Linked DNA regions of Gossypium hirsutum: region 2 is linked to region 1. The links are chromatin contacts, called in public Hi-C maps. All regions are on one chromosome and are shown on one strand. The core of a region is the stretch at or near the end of the contact, and the rest is flanking DNA. Distances in the headings are between cores, read along the strand shown.

Evidence for each region. Hi-C and Micro-C count contacts between places; a contact is called where the count stands out from the background.
Region 2: a Hi-C map of leaf shows a contact between it and region 1, with 2.1 times the contacts expected there. The contact joins the promoter of LOC107949828 here to the promoter of LOC107949838 in region 1. A contact is called at or near these places in 2 of 34 Hi-C or Micro-C datasets (both in leaf).

The regions. Positions count from the first base shown.
Region 1 is chrD03:37,649,782-37,656,419 of Gossypium_hirsutum_v2.1, reverse strand. LOC107949838 (ruvB-like 2) reads right to left here and starts at 2,555. Exons shown (of 2, transcript XM_016884612.2): 1 at 1,739-2,555; 2 at 119-944. The coding sequence starts at 2,487. The coding sequence ends at 296. It overlaps LOC107949839 (delta-1-pyrroline-5-carboxylate dehydrogenase 12A1, mitochondrial), which reads left to right and starts at 3,354. Exons shown (of 16, transcript XM_016884613.2): 1 at 3,354-3,684; 2 at 4,146-4,225; 3 at 4,344-4,447; 4 at 4,691-4,758; 5 at 4,830-4,887; 6 at 5,032-5,145; 7 at 5,318-5,401; 8 at 5,609-5,713; 9 at 5,819-5,932; 10 at 6,430-6,561. The coding sequence starts at 3,599.
Region 2 is chrD03:37,980,016-37,986,653 of Gossypium_hirsutum_v2.1, reverse strand. LOC107949828 (NAP1-related protein 1) reads right to left here and starts at 3,347. Exons shown (of 11, transcript XM_016884600.2): 1 at 3,026-3,347; 2 at 2,329-2,451; 3 at 2,174-2,224; 4 at 1,932-2,003; 5 at 1,672-1,782; 6 at 1,519-1,580; 7 at 890-950; 8 at 747-803; 9 at 595-639. The coding sequence starts at 3,154.

The sequences.
Region 1 (6,638 bases), core at 1,306-3,805:
GCAAAGAACAGTGTGACAAGTATCTGAGACGTGGTAGAAAACCTATAACTTGACATGCTTAACTTTCAGAGCATCCTGATCCTGACCACAGGCAATGGTATTAATCTTTGAAGGACAATTGAAAACGGAAGTTCAGTTTTGTTTTAATTCAAAAATTCATCCGGACGTAAATCCAACACTTTCATTTACAGATACTACCACGGGATTAAGACCCGGTATGGCATAAAAATTCACTGTGAAACTACCAAATAATAGTTGCAGTAGCGCCATGGGATAACCATAAGTCAAGGAACTATCAATCATGTATGGCATCAGCATCCCCACCATCAACAATTGATGCTTCATTGAACATGTATTCTTTTTGGTACTCCATCAAGTACTGCGTTGATCTCCTTACATCCAGAAATAGACTGTAAACACGAGTGATGTCCTGCACTTCCACAACCATCCCCTTTCGCTTCCGGCAATTCAATGCAGAAGCCGTGATCAGATGGATAGCATATCTCAAGGAGGTCTCGTGCCCAATTTTGGTCAACAGTTGTTTTGCATCTTCAGACATCTCTACATCTTCCTCTTGGCACCTGATGTCTAGAATCTTACGAATTTCATCCTCAGAATAAGGCTGAGTAGTGATGATTAGTAGTCTATCAAGAAGATCAATTGGAATTCCATGAGGGGATTTGTAATTTGTGCCACGGATTGAAGTTATTCCTCTATTTGTAGCAACGACTAATATCGGGGCCATCTCATTCTCAAGAGCACGGTTCAGGAAAGAAAAGCACTCGATATCAAGCATGTGCACCTCATCGATAAAGAGAACACCAGGCACGATTTCAGCCTTCCCTTCCTCCCTCCACTCTGCCACCTTCGTGTCAATTTGTTCTCTCACCTCAGCACGGATTTCACCAGTATCCCCAGTGAAAAGAGCTAGAAATCCCTGGGTTCTGAACTCAAACATAATGAAACATGAGATGATGACTAAAAATAGATGATTTTCTATTTTAAAACAACATAAAACTTCTCTAAGTCTATTATCCTATAAGGCAGACTAACAAAGATGCTACCTAAAGAAAAGTTGCACCGGATATACATACATTGACCTCACAGTAATGTTTTCTAGGGATAAATTTTACGCTAGGGAGATAAATTTCAACAAGTTATGATGTTCATACCAGACAACTGCCATGCACAAATTCTTCCCTAATAATCACAAACCAATGGTACCATCACATTTGCTTGAACAACATGACACAAGATATATAGAGATGGTATAAAGGAACGCTACATATGTTGAGTCCATAAGGCATAAACGTTGGAAGAAGCTACCCACAGCCATTGTGAAGAATCATCTATTTACAAGCTAATTGTGTTTAACCTTCTTCATCCCTACCCAGAGCTCTTAACATGCAGCATCCAATTTCAGAATAGAATCATCACTAGATTGCTTTAAACATGTAAATCAAATCACCTAACTGGTTAATTCTTCCAAAATGTTACAGGTTTCTCCATCCAGGCATAGTTTTTGTTAACCTATGTATATTTTACTTCAGAAGCAAAACAGCTCATAACAGCTCTACGCTAATTTCAGAACAATAACAGATAAACAATGGAAGAACCACTTCGCATTCTAGTTACAGAAAAAGTTAAAAAAGACTCCAGAAATCATATTAAATACAGCAACAAAGCCGCAAATCAGGAAAAGGGTACACATTTTTGCCAAAGATAAGCTCGAATTTACCTGCTGTTAATAACATCGATCTCATGAAGCGTAACAGAATGGACGACTTCTTTTCTTTTCTGCAACTCTCCGTCTGGACATTGCACGAACTTTGTTTGCGGACCCATAGCATCGTAATCCCTCGACCTTGAAAATGACCTTCCAAGCTTCGTTATTTTTCCTGAAGCTTTATCAATAGCTATCACATCTCCACTCTGCACTTTCTCTTTCCCTAATGCCTCGATCATCTTCGCCCCCAAATCGTAAACGGTCTCCATATCCGTCGTTTTAAGCGTTAATTTCCCAGTTTTTGAAGCCGCCCCAGAAACTGCCGGCCGGTCAATCTGGATTTCAACGACTTCGCCTTCGATTATTTCAGTTTCTTCTTTGATTCTTACTCCGATGGACTTTCGAAACGCTTGCATTAAAGCTTCGGTTTTCGACATCTCAAGGGAGAAGATTTCGCTGCCAGAGAGCATCGAGAAAGGGGTTTCAAGGCCAAGAGATTTCGCCATGCCCATGGCAATGGCAGTTTTGCCAGTTCCAGGTTGTCCCGCTAATAAGATAGCACGGCCAGCAATTTTACCGTCTTTGATCATTTGGAGGATGACACCGGCGGCTTTACGAGCTTGTGCTTGGCCCACCATTCCTTCCGAGACGTCACGGGGCTCCAGAGAGGAGTCCAGGCCTAGGCCCCGTATGTGGGAATGAGCCCCAATGCGTTCGATTCGGGTCAGGTCTCGGCTCTCGGAGAGTTTCAGCTCCGTCATTGGATGATTGAGGAAGGGAAAGGCAGGGCTTAGGGTTTTGTGAGAGACTGCAGAGTTTTGAGAAAGACAAGGCAGGGTTTTATATTAGGGTTAATAGGCTGTTTTAAGGGCATTTCTGTCAAAGTAAATTTTGTTTTTAGTGATAATTTATGTGCTTTATCTTTTTTATATTCATATTATATATATTTTTTGAAATAATTTGAAGTTGTATCACATGATTAAAATTTTTCATATCAAATTATTGACTCAAAAATCAACCTTAAAAGTCGTAATTAGACCAGTTCATGGTTACAAGTAAAAGGGATTAAATAAAAATATAAATTTGAAAAATGAGTTCAAATAAAAAAATAAAGTTTATGTAAAAAATAGGTCAAATCTCGAGTAAGACTTTTTTTGTTTAAGCCCACCTTATCCGAATATACAAAAATAAAATATTATTTTTATATTTTTTATTGCTATCTTCTTATTGTTTTTTCACTATTTTATTTTATTGTTAATTTTATTATTATTTTAAAAGAATTTACTTGTTAAATTACACCTATCTTAGTGTTATATATACATATTATTTTAATTTATTTTAAATTTATTGAGAAATATTTATTTCAACATTTTTGATATATTTATATTTTTAAAAAATTTCATAAAAATTAATAAAAAAATTAATACGAACAAATCAGATTAAGCCAAATTTGAGTTTTAATATTTTATTGGAGTTTTAAGATTTAGGTAAAATTTTAGGGGGAAATTTCACAATTATGCTGATATGACTTGGATGCACGTGATAAGGTTTTGTCGTGTGTGAGATAGTTGATAGTAGTGTTACTAATTTATGGGTTACGTACTGCATCAAAACTTTGTCAGGGTAGAACATTCAACTTGTCCGATTTTGATTTGTCCAAATGGAAATTAGGAAAGCAAAAAAAAGAAACCCTACACCTGCATCAATGTTGATGAAGGTTGATCACATCTTAAACCTATTTCGCTATGATTGCCATATATATGTAAAATTGTGCCGAAAGCACATATCTTAGGAAGTGAAGCACTGAAAACTCTGAAAAGTTTCATAGCTTTTTCATCTCTCTAATAGCGTACGCTTTTGTGCCCATTCGCAATGCATAGAATTGTATTGCAAAGAGAAATCAGAAGCAGAGCTTCCCACAAGGCTCTTTCTTGGTTCAGTTCTTCTAATCTTTTTAGGTACGTCAATGTGTTCTTTTTAATCCGTGGTTTTGATGATAGATGCTGGGGGGATTCTGGGTTTTGTTTTTTTTTTCCTTTTTGTGACCATTTTCAGGGAACTAAATCTTGTGGCAATAGAGTTTAGTTTTGGATTGTGATAATCTGATCTGTTCAAACTTGAGGGCGTTTTGCTCTAAGAGTTAGTTTAATTTTATTCATAAAACACGTTGTAGATATATTGATGTACATAATTGGATTGAAAATTTGACAATTTTACATTTTTTTTATTGCTTATGATGTGATGAAACTTCTTTGCCACTTTTGTTGAATGTGTTATTTGCTTCTTTTTCTTTTTTGCTGGGCATAAAGTTTGGATGTTTAAATTTCATGTTGTGTTTTTTCTTGACGAAACTATGTTTTGTATGGAAAACTTCATGTGGATTGTTTTTCTTAATATTTCCTAATTTCCTCTATGTTAGGTCTGTTCATTCTTTACCTTTTGCAACTGTGGAAGCCGAAGGGATATCGGGTTCTCAACCTGCTGAAGTACAAAACTTGGGTATGTTTTTCCCCTGTGAATCGTGTTTTGTTAGCATAGAGGTTAGGTGAAACAACTGTTTTGTAATGAAGTACGGAGACAAGGAATTTCTTGTAATATGAAATGTTTGTGTTTTTAGTGCAAGGTAAATGGACTGGATCTGCAGCGTGGAACACACTTGTGGATCCTCTGAATGGAGAACCGTTCATTAAAGTTGCAGAAGTTGATGGAAATGGAATTCAGGTTTGTCCATTGGATGTAAATGTGTTTGGTGCTTGTATTGCTTCATTTCAGACAAATCTCCGCAAGTTAAGTCCAGATTGTCTCGGCAAAAGCAGTGCATGATGTCTGGGTCTTCAGGGTCTTTGTACTTCAGAGACTGCCTTCTGTTTGGCCTCTTCTCTCTATCAGTTGTTTGCAAAAACAGTTTTTTTCATGCTTTTAAGTGTATGAACTAAGTATCTTATAACCGTTTAATCAATGCAGCCATTTGTTGAGAGCTTGTCCAAGTGCCCAAAACATGGTTTACACAATCCATTCAAATCACCCGAGAGGTTGGTTTTACTTATCTTTCTGTTCCATATCTCTGCTTTTTGCTTTCATATATAATATATTTTTTCTACAGATACTTGTTATATGGAGATATATCTGCTAAGGCTGCACACATGCTTGCCTTGCCAAAGGTAATGTGCTTCAAGGAAAACTATTTAGTTGTTTAGGACAGGTCTTCTAATAGATGCGGGGCAATGTGGTTTTGTGACACTTATTTGGTTGTATTGATATTGATATTTGGTATAAAATTGTTTTATTATTTTTATGACTTTCAGGTGTCCGATTTCTTCACTAGGTTAATACAAAGAGTTTCTCCTAAAAGTTATCAACAGGCCTTCGGTGAAGTTTATGTCACACAAAAGTTTCTTGAGAATTTCTCTGGTGATCAGGTAAAAATATAGTATCCATTTCTTTGTAAAATTGCCTTCATGAATATGTAGTTTCTTCAATTAGAATAAGTATCAAGATTTCAAATATACCCGAAGTCCATACCTGTGATAGAAATTCATCTGATTCGGTTATGGTTGTTAACCTGGTTCTTCTGTTCTACATTTATGGTAGGTTCGTTTTCTAGCAAGGTCTTTTGCAGTACCTGGGAATCATATAGGACAGCAAAGCCATGGGTACCGTTGGCCTTATGGTCCGGTAAGACATTCACTTCGCTCCTGGTTGATTCTCTTCATTAGAAAAGCATCTTCACGTCTTGTACTTGAAGTGAACAGTTTTTCACATTGCATCATATAATTCTGTCCCTAGGCCTCTCCATGGAACTTAGATATATTAGGATTTGACATTTTTTCTGGTTGGTCATATTTCTCATAGTTTCTGAATTTTAAAAATAATAATTCGCAGGTTGCTATTATTACTCCCTTCAATTTCCCGCTCGAGATTCCGGTACTTCAACTGATGGGAGCACTCTATATGGGCAACAAACCTGTTCTTAAAGTTGATAGCAAGGTCTACCACTAGAAGCTTAGTTTTGTTTTCCATTCATCGGTTTGATTGGTACTTTGATGGTCTATTACAAACAAGTTAGCAATATTTTGAAACCTCTTTCTGTAGGTAAGCATCGTGATGGAGCAAATGATGCGCCTGCTTCATTATTGTGGGTTACCAGCAGAAGATGTGGACTTCATAAATTCTGATGGAAAGACCATGAACAAACTACTGATGGAGGTTTGTTAGTTCGAGCATAAATTCTCTCTTGAAACTAAATGAAGGTTTAGATATAGAATAAATTAAAATAAATAAATAAAAGTCCTTGAGAGTTTCACCGCCTTTTATAGGTAAGCTCATATACATTATAGAATCCAAACAATCCCCTAGTGATGATTGGCGTTTGGCACCCAACTAAGCCCTTAACTTTTAATTTGTATCCAATTAAGTCTTTAACCTTTAATTTGTTCCTAAATAAGACATAAACCAATCTATTGTTTGAAATAAGTACTTATTTGGGTACAAATCAAGAATAAGAGTTTAATTGCTTATAACAAAAGTATAAGGGTTTACTTAAGAGTAGTGAAATAGTTTACTAGTTTTTTAATAGTTTAGTTGATTGTTTCCTCTTTCTTTCAAAATCGAGTCTTAAGCTTCTGTGCTCTAGAGCAATTTAGTGAAAAGTTTATCTTGTTCATTTATGCCATTCTCTATCTTATGATGTTTCCTTTAAGTAGGCGAATCCACGAATGACCCTGTTTACTGGAAGCTCAAGAATAGCAGAGAAATTGGCTGTTGACCTGAAGGGTCGTGTGAAACTTGAAGATGCAGGATTTGATTGGAAAATTCTTGGTCCTGATGTTGAAGAGGTTCCTTATAAACAAATTTGAAACTTGACTATTCAATTTGCTTTGTCCAAGTCTTAAACCGGTGTTGGATATATATT
Region 2 (6,638 bases), core at 2,098-4,597, 330 kb before region 1:
AGTTCTAGAGCTAAACTTGTCAGAGATAATCTAAAAGGCATTCGTATAGAACAAGATCCACATATCCACTCCCACTCATTTGATTATGGTTAACCCCTCGCTCCATATTGCTCTCTGAGGCATTCAAGTATACTTGGGCCAAAGCATAGAATACATTGTTTTGAGATACATAAATCACAAATCTCACTCCTCTCACTATCCAGTTTCAGAGGGCTTCTCCAGGATTAATATGGAAAGCATAGAAATCCTAACGTATTTACATAACCCAATAGGTTAAACAAGTAGGATTACAAGAATTTTAACAAAAAACAGCACCTTGTAGCATTACCTATATAAAGTAGGAATTCTCTGAGTTAATATAATGCATTATAAAAAAGAGGAATAGTAATTTACTGCATAACTTTATCATCTTCAATAACAAACTAACATATGATTAATAGAAGAACCATTTAATAGTTACGCCTATGAACAAGTAACCTCAAACCTACAACAGTGCATTTTTTACCTGAAAAGAAGAAACATACACAGTAAAAATGGCACTTGAAAGAAAATATTCAATTTCCCAAAGAAATGAAAAACAGAAAAAAAATATACCTCTACATCCCCCTCATCTCCGTCAAAATCCTCTTCATCAGCCTCCTGCATCAAGAAAGTTCCAATAACAATTAGCAAAGGGAAACAAAACATGATCACGAAAAACAGTACGTATAAAATATCATGAGAAGAAGAAAGAAAAAAGAGGTTACATTGTTGAAATAAGTGAGAGGATTGGGCCATAAATCCTCCTTGATAATCTCTGCTACCTGCAACATTCATCAAGTGAAAGCTTAGACCAGCTCTGTTACAGAATGAGTAAAATAAACTGACAGTACATGCACAGAGAATTTACCTCATCATGAATTTCATCCATGTCATCTTTTTGCTGAGCATCAGCAAACCAGGTAAAGAAGCTGCATTATATGTTAATAAAATTTAGCACAATACAGAACTGGTTTACAGTATGACTGAGAAATGAAGGATCAAATTCAAGTGGCATAAATCCATATGAACTTTAAAACATGTTATAAGAAATTTCAAATATATACATACATAGATATATAAATACATAGCAGTTATAAAAACACCACCAGTATTGTCAGAACCAGACTGGACCAGCCGGTTGAACCGGGAACCAGAGGTCCAACCAGTTCAACAGTGATATATAACCACAAATAGAGCAAACTGCTATGAACTGGTAAAAAACTGGGAACCATGACTGGAAAAAGGCGGTCCAATCAGTTGTGAATTTTTTTATCCTTTTATTATTTATTTAACTATTGCTCAACCGGTGGTTCGATTGGTTGAACTAGGAACCGGCAGTCTGACTAGTTCGACCACCAATCCAACTCTTATAACACTGCACACCACACAAAGTGACTGCATTTCACAGCATGGAGATATTAATAAACTGATCTCAGGTCTAATGTTACTCAAGTCCTAAGCCTGAGAAAAATTGATTGACGGGTATAATAAACAAACCTTTCTTCAGCAAGTTGTCGCTTGTTTCCTTTCTTCTCATGATTAACTCCATTTGGCAAGCCCTTAACATTTAAGGAAAATAATTTCATTTGATATCCAAGGAAAACAGGAAACAAGAAGCAGAATAGTCATCAAAAGAGGAGAAACTCTGACCTTGCCCTCTTTCCACTTGATTGGGGTAGCGGTAATTTTGGTTCCATCATCGAGGAAGGTAAAGGTCTTCGTAAGTGTTGTATTTTCAAAGTATGGATTGGAATTGAAGTTCTGAAAAATTAAAGCCAGTCAACAAATCATCAGATACATTAGAGCATGAATTATGTTTCTTCTAACAGTAGTTGAGTGCAAGCAAATGAAATTAAGATCAACTTCAATCACCAAAAATAAGGTAAGAATAGGAATATGGATAAACTTACAAATGTGATAGTGTATCCAGATTTCAGATCTTTAAAATCCTCCACTTCAAGTGAGTTAATATATTTGAATATCTATCAAGAAAATAATTGAAAAGAAGAAGATTTATAAATAAGAAAGAATTCACAAAATGCAGGCAAACATCAAGAAACATCTATAAGAAAAATAAAATCAAAAATCAATGTTGGAAAGTAAAATAAGTAAAAAATGATAATTTCACTTTGGGAAAGAAGTGACTTTAAACCTTCTGGTCCTCTTCAGTCAAAAGATCACCAAGAGCAGGATGGCTCAAGAACTGCACATGAAAAATGCAAGTCAATTTAATATGTTCTTCTGAATATGTAAACAAATTTAACAAATTGTCTACCTCATTAAAAAGGAAAGAATAGAATCACTTACAGCTGTTAACCAGAAATCAGGAATTGAATTGATGATTTCATTCCGCTTATCATAGACCGGCTTGCGAACCTCATTGTATTTCTGCTCCACTTCCAAGACTTTCTCGCTTGCCTCTTCATTGATCTACAACCAAAAAATAATAAACAGGACCGAAAAACTTAAAATCAGAAACACCATATGTGACAATTTACCACTTCATCAGCACGCTCCTAAGCAAAGCATAGCCACATTAAATCACCTGCTCCACAATAAGGCATGATAATCCGAAGTAACTTCACACACGAAAAAAATCGTGCTTAACAAAGCTAGGGGACACTTAGATACAAGGAAGAAAACATTAAAGGACTCAATCATACTACATAGAAGATCAGATACAGGAATCAGCAATCAACATTAAATCACCTTCTCCGCGATAAGACATAATAATCTAAAGTGACTACCAAATAAATATACATATAAAACATTTATGGCATTGACCCACAATTGAAATTACAGCAAATTCAATACTTTGACATTTAAAACAACATTCAATTAACATTATACCATAAAAAAACAAAGGGAAATCCAAATTTTTATTAAAAAAGTTCTAAATTTTGCTAATTTTCCAGCACATACACCTTAAACAAGCGAGAAAGAAAAAGAAAAGAAAATCAGCGTGTATTATAAATGAAAAAGCGGCATGTAGATAAAAATGAACCTTCTCAAGCTCATCTTGGATCTCTTGAAGCTTCTCGATGGAAATGACGAGGTCTCCATCTATTTGTTCATGGTTCTCTTCCTCTACTTTCTCTGCTACTTTCATCTTCTTTCCTTTGTCGGCCACCATTTTCTAAACCCTAGAGAAGCAATATAATAAAACCCTACTACTAAAAATTTCTGCCTCTTCTCTCTCACTTTGGCTCCCGTTCTCTCTAAAACCCTAGTTTTTGTGTTTTCCCTCTGATATCCACGGGGGACAAAAGTGACTGAGAGAGAGAAAGAGGGGAGAATGTTAGGGTTTTGGGAGTTTATATCCGCTCAGTTGGGATATTTTTGGGTATTTACAAATGAATCAATCATAAGCTGAAACGTGGCCGTTATGGGGTATTAAGGTCATTTAGTTTTGAGAAATTGAGAGTAGTATCTGATATTCGGATATGGAATCTTCTCGGTGCCTTGCCGTAGTGTCCATAAGGTTGGTTGGCTTACATTAGAAACCTTGATATCTTTGTATAAATATAAAAAAACTAAAACCACTCCAATTTTTCTTTTAATTCTTTATATTTCATTATCCATCCTGATTCAAATACTAATATGATTAAAAAATTATATAAATATATTTCCATAATTATAATCAATTATGACAATGTCTTTACGTAATTAAAATAAATTATATTATCTAAAATTAATTAAAAAATTACTTCTAGTCAAATTTGAACCCTACTATTTAGGTTACTAAACATTAATCTTACCCCTAAACAATTTTAATGTAATTTTTTTCATTTAAATTATACTTTGCATGTCTTATTACCTCCATCAATTATATACCTGTACTTATTATTTAATCCCCTGACTAAATTAGTATCATGAATCAATCGAGCACCAACTCAATTAAGAAAATTATGAAAATGACCTTTTATAATTAAAATAAGTTAGAGATAAATATCAAAATTATATATGAATTTTGATCCAATGTGCAATTTCATATATTAGCTTTGATTTTGTGTGACTTTATACAAGAAAATTTTATTTGATTTAATTTTCATAAATCACTAACAATGCTATCGAATTACCACCATTTGATGTTTGATATATGGCATGTACAAACAATTATATTAATCCAACATAAAAATAAATGTGCACTGTAATACCCCCTACCCGTATTCATCGCTGAAATGGGGTATGAGGCATTACTAGATTTTATCATTTTTTTTTTGAATTCAATATAACCCCTTTACAAGTATTTAATCTTCCCTGCAATTTTAAACCGAGACCAATCCAACACAACCAATCCATTTCAACATATTTTCAAGACAGATTTAACATATTCATAAGATAACCTCATCACAAACCAAAACCAAAATTTGTTAGCCATACCAATGGCTAACCATACATTCATTTTACATTAACATTTACTTTACTAGCTTATACATGTCATTGATTTCCAAAATAAAGTTTCTTTATATACCGAGATCTTGAGGTTGATAGTGTGATGCGTCTCCGACCAAATCCGACTTCCGAGCTCTTAACACTACAAAACAGGGGAAAAGGAAACAGGGTAAGCACTTTGTGCTTAGTAAGTTCATGTAATAAGAATTATACTTACTTAATATTTTCAATACAATGCAATGAACATTCATACACTCATTCCATACATTTTTCCCTTATCATGCACAAACTCAACATTCAAATTTGTCCAATAATTTCCATGTATCAATAATTTATACCATGATTGATGAGCTCATCAATACCATGATTTCCATTCCCTTGTTATTTTTCCATATTTATCCAGCTGAACTACTTGGAATTTCGATGGATTTTCAGGGGTACACTTTAGTGTACAAATCCAGGTCCGTCAATTCATATTTTATGTGCGCACATTTCCATTTCAGAGAGCACACTCCCGCGAACCTCATCCTTACAGCGGGATTACCAGTCCAGGCTAAATCCCCTGTAATATAAACTCATAGAGTATTATCGGGATTACTAGTCCAGGCTAAATCCCCTGCAATGGCAATTACTCTAATGAGCTTGGATCTGAATTACCAATCTAGGCTAAATTCAAACCCTAACTCGGATTACCCGTCCAGGCTTAATTCATTTTCCACATATTCTTCGGGAGGGCTATATCAGGATACGATCACCCGTCCGGGCTAGATCCTTTTTACCGTTAATTCCTTTTCAGAGATCCATCGAATTTTCCTTCCATTCAACCGGGATTTCTTCCCCTTTTTATCAAATATATCAGTGTTTCATCAATTTTCATATAATGAACATTCAAATCATATTCACATTAATAACAAACATTTCAAGCATTTAAGAATATAATTCAAGTTACACGAACTTACCTCGATACTTGTTCGTAAACAAAAATCTACTAATCCCGAACTTTTTCTTTTCCTCGATCTAGCTTCGTATTTGAATTTTCTGGATCTAAATAAATAAATTTAATCATTAGTCTAATACATTTCATGTTCATGTGTAACATTCTCTATAATTCCATTATTATTTATAGTGCATTCAAAGCTGTCTTGTTGAGTTACAGTCACTAAATTATTTATATCTTGAGCTACGGAACTCAAAATTAAGATCCGCTAATTTTCCCTGAAACTAGACTCACATATATTCTTATCATAAAATTTCAGAATTTTTGGTTTAGCCAATAAGTACAGTTTATTCTTTAAAGTTTCCCCTGTTTCACTATTTGACAGTTCCGACCTCTCTTCACTAAAAGTTAATTATCTTATTGTACAGAATTCGGATGATGTTATCGCTTGTTTCTTTTGAAAATAGACTCATTAAGAATTTTAAACATATAAATTTAAGCTCCTAATTATTTTTATCCAATTTTTGATGATTTTCCAAAGTCAGAACAGGGGAACCCGAATTCATTCTGACCTTGTGTCACAAAATCTATTATATCTCATGATTTACAATTATATTACTTACACCGTTTCTTTTATAAGAAACTAGACTCAATAAGCTTTAATTTCACATTTTTTTCACCCTCTAATTCGATCTCTACAATTTTTAGTGATTTTTCAAAGTTAGACTACTGCTGCTGTCCAAAACTGTGTTAGTGCATGATGTTAATTACCATTTTTCCCTAAGCTTTCAATAAATGATAATTTCATCCCTACTCAATTAACCTCTCAATTGAGCTGCTTTTTTTTCTCAATTAACACTTTATCCCATCACTTTAAACTACTTTATAAGCTTTGGAAATCAGAATTTTAGTACTAGACTTTAATTCCAAACCTTTTCACAATTAGGTCCTACAAATCAATTTCTATTGAAATTACCTAATAAAATCATCTCATAAACAAATTAAAGCTTCAATTTCATGCTATTTCATCATAAAATTCCAGAACATATTCATAGCAACTTTCAATTTCATTCATAAAATCAAAAACTAATGAATTTAGTAATAGGACCTAGTTGTAAAAGTCTTAGAAACACAACAATTACAAGAAAAAGGCAAGGATTAACTCACTTGGTGCAAAAATTATGAAAAACCAGCTTGAAGAAACCCTTAGGACGTTTTTTACTGATGAGAATGCAGAAAAATAAAGAGAAATCTAGATAATTCCACTTTAGTCCTAACTTTTAAA